Regions from separate parts of the Zea mays genome. Here region 2 is linked to region 1. Evidence: chromatin contacts called from public Hi-C data. All regions are on one chromosome and are shown on one strand. The core of a region is the stretch at or near the end of the contact, and the rest is flanking DNA. Distances in the headings are between cores, read along the strand shown. Region 1 holds the start of LOC542247 (sucrose synthase 1). Region 2 has its middle 75 kb from the start of LOC100383498.

Region 1 (4,135 bases), core at 551-3,050:
AAAATTCCTAATCTTTCTTATCCCTCACCTACCATTTTTTTAAAAAAATCTAATACTACATGGGCAAGGGACGAAGGTGGTGGGAGCAAAGAGGCCCCCACCCCTGCCCCCGCAATGCGTGTATAAAACGGGGCCCGGGGCTGCCGCTCAACTCACCCATCCATTCCACCTCCGTTCACCCCGTCCATTTGATTTGCGTTCACTGCGTTGCGTTTCCTTGGAGGGGATTGTTCTCTCCTCTCCTTTGGATTGGAGGTCCCTCCTTCTTCTCCTCTCTCTCTCAGAGGAAGGTAATGCAATGGGGGTGCTCTAGCCCTCTCCTCCTCTGCTCCTGCCGTCCTGCGTGGGTGCGTGCGTGGACGCTGGTCTGCTGTCCTGCTCCGGGCGAAATGCCGCCGCCGCTCGCCGTGACTGATGCTCCTCCTCCTGGTCGTGTCCGAACGCGCCGGACGGTGCCGCCGGTAGCATGTAGGAACTATACGCTCCGCTCGGACCTGGTCATGATCGATCGATGGTGTAGGGGAGGTCATGCCGAATTTTTTCGCCCGGTTCTCTGAACCTGCCGCCACTCTGCAGGCGGGGGAGGTGCTGCCTCTGCATGCAGTTGCTTTCCTTGCAGCTATAGCCAAAACAAACAAAACAAAAGACGGGTTTTTTTACGGCTGTTGTACCAGCCTACCAGGGGATAGCTAGCGACTAGCGTCCGTGAGATCCAGAGAACTATTGTCTGCCACTTGACGAGATCCTAGGGGAGCGGAGGGAGCCTGCTTATCCGCGCAGGAACGACGGTGTTAGCTTCTGGATCTGGGGTTTACTGAGCACCAAGGCTCTTGCAAACTCCGGGTTTAAGGTTTCATATATATATATTTTTTGCATACTCCCGAGTTGGTACCAGAACGCTAGTAGATCCGGCGCTTCTTTGTTTCCTCTTTAATTAACCAATATTTTTGCAAGAAATATTTCTGTGACGATTTTCCTCGGATAAGTTGTTGCCTTGTTGGCTTTATCCGTCCGGATGCCCCGCCATGTGCTCCTTGTCTCGGGACTCGGAGACAGGCTGACAGTCCTGGGTTCTTGTGCTAATGGCCATGGTTAACTTACGTTAATCCTGCGCCTTATTATCATCATCTAGGTGTAATTACTTCCGTTTGTGCTAATCACCTCGTGATTGCCTGCAATAAGGAACCCCAGCCCCCCCACCTTGCTGATGCCGTGCTTTTCTAGAGAAGTACCCTGCCGCGTCACGCTTCGTCCTCGCCTGCTTTGGATTCAACGGCTTTTTGGAGGCCGAGGCCATTGGTGCCATGCGGCCAGCCCTTTTCTTCTCCATGGTTCCCATCGATGTGTTTTTGTTCGGTTCTCTCGTCAGATCTGTATAAATAGGCGCCTCCCTTCTCCGCCATTCCTCGGTCCTCTGAAGCGTTTCAGTTCATCGATTCAGTTCTTGTATGCCTCTTGTTGTATTGGTTGTTTCTTCTTTCTGGTCTAGGTACTAGGACTATAGTACCAGGATCTGAGTCGTTTTTTTTTGGGTCTTGCTCCTGTCTGCCGTTTCTTTCCCCCCTTCCAGAGTTAGGTTCTGTTGGTTTCTTGCCTGCAATATAGTTTCGTGGCGCAGCGTCAAGGGTGTGTCGAGACTTAAAAGACTGGTTGTTGGCAGTTGGGTTTATGTCTTGCTGGAGGGGTTTTAGTTTTAGGATGTCATCGCAGCTTTTATGTCAACGGATCTGAACCGTTTTTCGGTTTCAGTTTTCTCTGCTGACTGAAGCTTCCGCTTCCGTTTCGGTTTCGCTGTGCAGGCCTGAGGATCCAGGAAGAGGACAGCAATGGGGGAAGGTGCAGGTGACCGTGTCCTGAGCCGCCTCCACAGCGTCAGGGAGCGCATTGGCGACTCACTCTCTGCCCACCCCAATGAGCTTGTCGCCGTCTTCACCAGGTCTGCCCTCATTTCCCCCGCTTCGTCTGCAAGTTTACATTTATTTTGCTACGGGTATTATTTGAGCGAATGCGACTTTTTAAGACCAGTTCCATCATATTATGTATTGTTAGATCTAGCATGATGTGGCCATCATTCAATGCTGTAGACATAATGTTCCTGTGTTCCCTAATAAGATGAGTATTTAATTAGCATCCAGGATTTTGTCGAAACCTAGTACTGGATACTGATGATACATACATACACCATGCTTTTTTTAGTACCGACTGTAAACTGCTGTTAGATCTGGCTGCACCTGCATGTGTGTTCTTTAGTTTTATATTCAATACGATGTTTCTGAACAGAATGATTGGAGTCTGAACTTACCCAATGTATAGCTTGTTACTAAAGGGTCTATCGAATACGATAATGCTTGCTAACCAGTTTATGCTTAGTTCTGACACGTTCTGTTCAGCATGAACGCATAGGCATCTGACTAGATCGGATGTGTAGGCATGAAAGGGGTTTCGAGAAGTTCAGTTAAAAGAGAGGAATCTTTGTTTTCATTTTTTCGAATGAATTTGCTGTTGTGCCTCTTCGCTATGTTGCATATGTTCCCACGCTACTGACTGCTGATCATACGTCTAAACTATTTCTTGAAATTGTATATGTTTGATGAGTTTATAGATCTGGCATAGTCTGATGTTATTTGGCACATCGTTTTGCGCAGGCTGAAAAACCTTGGAAAGGGTATGCTGCAGCCCCACCAGATCATTGCCGAGTACAACAATGCGATCCCTGAGGCTGAGCGCGAGAAGCTCAAGGATGGTGCTTTTGAGGATGTCCTGAGGGCAGCTCAGGTTTGCATCAGATTCAGATCTCGCTGGACAGCACTGTTCCTTTTGTAGTGTGCACCTTCTTTAATCATTCTAGCTCTATTATCTTACAGGAGGCGATTGTCATCCCCCCATGGGTTGCACTTGCCATCCGCCCTAGGCCTGGTGTCTGGGAGTATGTGAGGGTCAACGTCAGTGAGCTCGCTGTTGAGGAGCTGAGAGTTCCTGAGTACCTGCAGTTCAAGGAACAGCTTGTGGAAGAAGGGTATGATTTTTGCAGCCCCAACAACAACTTTGATTAATATACCATGATTAATATACTTTTCTAAAATAAAAAGGTTTTGGTCATATATATGACAGTTTATAATACTTTTGGTGTATATATTGCAGCCCCAACAACAACTTTGTTCTTGAGCTGGACTTTGAGCCATTCAATGCCTCCTTCCCCCGTCCTTCTCTGTCAAAGTCCATTGGCAATGGCGTGCAGTTCCTCAACAGGCACCTGTCATCAAAGCTCTTCCATGACAAGGAGAGCATGTACCCCTTGCTCAACTTCCTTCGCGCCCACAACTACAAGGGGATGGTGAGCCATTGTTTTATCTGTTTCTTTACTTAAATGTCATCGATATTGTCTAGAAGTTGTCAAAAGGGTGTTAGCAAAGTGGAAATTTTGTATCATTAAGGCTGACCTGTGATGCATACCCGATAAATAATGAGTTGCTGAGCTGTCTAAAATTTTTAACCACAAGGACACCTTAAACTATTTATCCATATATTCCTGCTGTGGTAGTTGTAAATTGGCTTTGAACTAGCTGGAAAAATCTGAAATTCTATGGTTCCCTACAGACCATGATGTTGAACGACAGAATCCGCAGTCTCAGTGCTCTGCAAGGTGCGCTGAGGAAGGCTGAGGAGCACCTGTCCACCCTACAAGCTGATACCCCATACTCTGAATTTCACCACAGGTACTGAATACTTTTTGTTGACTCGTTTACATATACTAAAGCAACTGAAGCATGTACTAGTACTCTTGCGATTTAACACATAATCCTGACTGGACAAAAACAGGTTCCAGGAACTTGGTCTGGAGAAGGGTTGGGGTGATTGCGCTAAGCGTGCACAGGAGACTATCCACCTCCTCTTGGACCTCCTGGAGGCCCCAGATCCGTCCACCCTGGAGAAGTTCCTTGGAACGATCCCCATGGTGTTCAATGTCGTTATCCTCTCCCCTCATGGTTACTTCGCTCAAGCTAATGTCTTGGGTTACCCTGACACCGGAGGCCAGGTACTCTCCTTAGCCACTCAGGCACGGATACACAGTTAAAAGAAACACTGAAGTCGCTCTGATCAATCTGTATTCCACCTGCAGGTTGTCTACATCTTG
Region 2 (3,742 bases), core at 144-2,643, 220 kb before region 1:
TGATATCCGTGGATATTTTTAAAACGGGTACGAAAAATCAGTATCCATACCCAAATACCCGAATATCCGTTAAAATATCTCGTACTCCTGTCCCACAGGCCCACGAGCCACAACCCACAAGGCCACAAGCCTAGGTTCCAGGCTTCCAGCGAAGCCCTCGCTTGGTCGCTCTCACTCCAGACCCTCCCATCTCTCCTCTCCCACTCCTACCGCGACTGTCACCTAGAGTACAGATACAATACATACGTATAATTATTGTTAGGATTTAAATATGTTGTATGTGTAGTGGGCAAACGGATATATCCGTGACTGTTGCCTAGAATTTGCTGGATTTAAATATGTTGCATGTGTAGTGGGCAAACGGATATATCCGCGGATATCCGATACTGTTTTTTATCCATAGCGGATAACGGGTACGGGTTCGGATACCAGATATAAGTCACGGATATGGATGTCCAGAGATACTATCCGTGGATAGTTTATCCGTTGCCATCCCTACTCGCGATCTTGTCGTCGAACCCTGCTGTTTCGACATCATCGGCTCCGCTGCTTCGACGTCGTCGACCCTGCTGCTTCCGGCCCGTGTCATCTACCAGTATGTTTGATCAATGCACATTATCTGATTTGACTTTATACTCCAGTTCTTCTGATTTATATATTCAGAATTTAATCTAAAAATTGTATAATAATTCAACAATAATTTATATTCGAAATTTAATCTGAAAATATCTAATAATTCAACAGACACCTAGACGGGCACAAGTAGACCACCATTCTTTGGTATGCGCACCCTGTCAGAAAAGGAAGCACGAATGCGAGCACCTGGTTCGGCAAAAATCTCCCCAAATCTGGTGCACGGCCGTCGCCTAGGGGCTGGAATCGAGCAAGGAATTTTATGTGCGAACTTGTCAAACAACCCGGCCCGAAGGAGCTTCCTCACCAATGCAACCGCAAATCAGGTCAGGAGGGATTCTAGAATTTTACGTGCGAACCCTGACCTTATACCCATTCGTCACGCAAGAGGAATAGAAACTAGGGAAGATCTCATCTCACCCGGACACCGCCGCCAAATGCCGCCGGAAATAGAGGGAGATTCATTGCTGCCCAGGCCGGCATCCAACGCAGAGAAGTCTACCGCCGCCAACGCCGTCACACTCAACTCGATGTCCAGTTGTCCACTGACCACTGCTGTCTGTCTAGGCCGTCCGGACTGCCGACACCCCCGCGGAAGGAAAGGTTAGTCTTTGATACCGGCCGTCCGCCACGGTACTGGCCGCGCGCACGGGCACGACCAGCCGACCAGCCCGCCGCAGAGGCCGGAGAGCGCGCGGAGCGGTGCCTTGGCGGATGGCGAGGCATGGGCGGAGGCAGGTTCATGGGCTTGGACCTCAGATAGCGCGCATGGCATGACACACGTGGGCTGGGTGGATATCCGTCCATCCCATTTCACGACAAGACCATCCGGGTTCCGTTCATTTTTCTGGGCCGCGGAAAATCCAAGCAGGTCGTAGCTTCTGCTCCCGTTACCCCGTCAACCCAAATGGCCGGCCCAACCTCTCTCAGTTACCCCGGGTCTGAACTGGACTGGACTCTGGAGCATGCTGCTTTTGGTCTGACCCAGAAGACTTGTGTGTGTGCGCGCGCGTGTTTTAAACAATAATGTTTAAAAGGGTCTATCTCTATCTAGATTTCTAGAAACTAGCACTTTTATTTATAAATAAAATACCCGGCCACACCACATGAATGGACATGACTAACTAAACATTCTGATACGAAACCATGATATGGTATAAGATTGAGCTTACCAGTATTAAGCGGTGTACAAAACACTATTGTATCAGTTCTACAGAGATACGGTAGACACTTTAGTGTTTGGAATTAATAGACGATGGAATAGATATCTACTATTTGCTCCATTCCATAATCCAGATGGCGTGATTGGCCGGCCAGCCAAGTTATGCCAAAGCAGATAGCGTAATAAGGAGATGAGTCACACCACCAGAATCCAGTGTTTCTTAACTTTCTTTATCGATCCAAAACAAAGGATCTATGTATCTTTCAATTTCTTCAGAATTTTTCAAGTAGATACTGGAAGATAAGCATGACCTATTCGCTTGTGTTTTGTATTATACCTCTTGTAGTTTTGAAATTAAAATTCTTTCCCATAAAATAATATTTGAGTCTTGGATTAACTTGTTTAGCCTCAAAATAGACTACAAAAAATTAGGGAAAAAACTACCTAAATTCATGGTTTCAAAATAGACTCCAAAAAACTAGAAACTAAAAATTCTTTCCCATAATATAATATTTGAGTCTTGCATTAACCTGTATAGTCTCAAAATAGACTCCAAAAATGTATGTGTTTATGTAAAAGGACCGCTTTGATACTTGGAGTGAATAGACACTACAAACTTTTTTTTTAAAAAAAGTTAGTACATAAAAAAATTAAACACGACACTCTATACTAAACCCGGCCAAGCTGACTTTGCATAGTGGCCTTGGCACAATGCTAAACCCAGCTTGGTTGGGTTGTAATGTCGGTTTGGACGAGTTTGGCCAGCGCAATGCCAAGTGTGCCTTTGCGCCTCGCTTCTCTTCTACGTCAATATAACTTGATGTGTGCTTTCATTATAAGTGTATGGACACCTTCACACACTCTCTACAAACACAAATCACCAAACATGAGTAGCACAAGCAGAAAAACAAATATATATGCAATATTGATAGGTCTTAGGAAAACCAAATAAAAGACACGAGGATTTGTTTGACCGAAGCTCGGACCACACAATGGTGTTGTACGGATCCGTTATGGAAGCCAGTGAGTGACTCAAAAAGGTATGCTTAGCCGACGCCAAAATGACCTATTTCCACTGTCCCACTAACTTTCAGTGGGTAGGTCAACCCTTCTTACAAGTCCACCATAGCAACCCACACAACCTCAAGTTCTTGTTGATGGCACCTTGCCACCTAAGAACAAAATTCCAAGAGTGACAAACTAAGTGAACTAAAATACTTTGACTTGCTCAAGCGCTCAAGAGTGGAACAACTCTCATAGGTTTCTCAGGATCTCTAATGCCACTAAGGCACGTTCACAAGGCTTGGATCACTCTTTAAACATGTATTAGTGAATGTGTATTGGACAACCTTAGAGTGACCGACAAAGCACGTATTTATGACAAGTCATAAGTTCGAACAAAATTTTGGCAGCATAACCCCGTTGTTCTCCATTGCACCATTTTTAGGCGTGCAAATGGAGATCGGGATTATGCTGCCGAAATTGGTTTGGGCTCATTGATTGTCATAATTATGTGCTATATCGGTCAATTTTGTGTGGGTTTATGACCTATCCTTTCCTATAGATGTAGAGGTGTTATTTCTTCGGTTCGTGAATGACTTATCTAAGTTAATATTTCATATCTAGTATGGTTGAGGACTATGCATCGATGGATGCATGAAGGTTGAAAGAATAGGGGCTCTATCTAGTGAGTGGGTTGCCAAGACCGACAATTTCTTGGTTGTGCTTTTGGTAGGTTGGAGACCGGTACTAACGTTAGGTACCCTTGTAGCAAGTGTGAGAACATTTATTTCCATGATAAGAGGACTATGTCAATAGATCTTTGTAAGAATGGCTTTATGCCTTGCTATGAGGTGTGGGTGTACTACGATGAGGAACTACCTCATCGAAATGTATCGAGAGTTTAGTCAGATGAAGAGGAGAACTACCATAGGATGGAAGAGATGC

Evidence for each region. Hi-C and Micro-C count contacts between places; a contact is called where the count stands out from the background.
Region 2: a contact with region 1 is called in a Hi-C map of leaf, with 6 times the contacts expected there. The contact joins the enhancer-like site here to the promoter of LOC542247 in region 1. A contact is called at or near these places in 5 of 25 Hi-C or Micro-C datasets (ear, leaf and tassel) and 1 of 3 datasets of contacts at active chromatin or transcription factors (leaf).

Annotation. Positions count from the first base shown.
Region 1 is chr9:127,811,347-127,815,481 of Zm-B73-REFERENCE-NAM-5.0, reverse strand. It overlaps LOC542247 (sucrose synthase 1), which reads left to right and starts at 1,800. Exons shown (of 14, transcript NM_001111853.1): 1 at 1,800-1,936; 2 at 2,646-2,775; 3 at 2,865-3,016; 4 at 3,142-3,334; 5 at 3,598-3,716; 6 at 3,820-4,036; 7 at 4,121-4,135. The coding sequence starts at 1,827.
Region 2 is chr9:128,031,167-128,034,908 of Zm-B73-REFERENCE-NAM-5.0, reverse strand. No RefSeq gene overlaps it. Among protein-coding and RNA genes, the nearest start is that of LOC100383498, 75 kb to the left of the region's middle. Within about 2 kb of position 1,393, at least 20 of the 20 cell types and tissues checked have an H3K27ac peak or open chromatin away from gene starts, as enhancers often do. A contact at or near this core is called in ear, leaf and tassel, where this site is marked.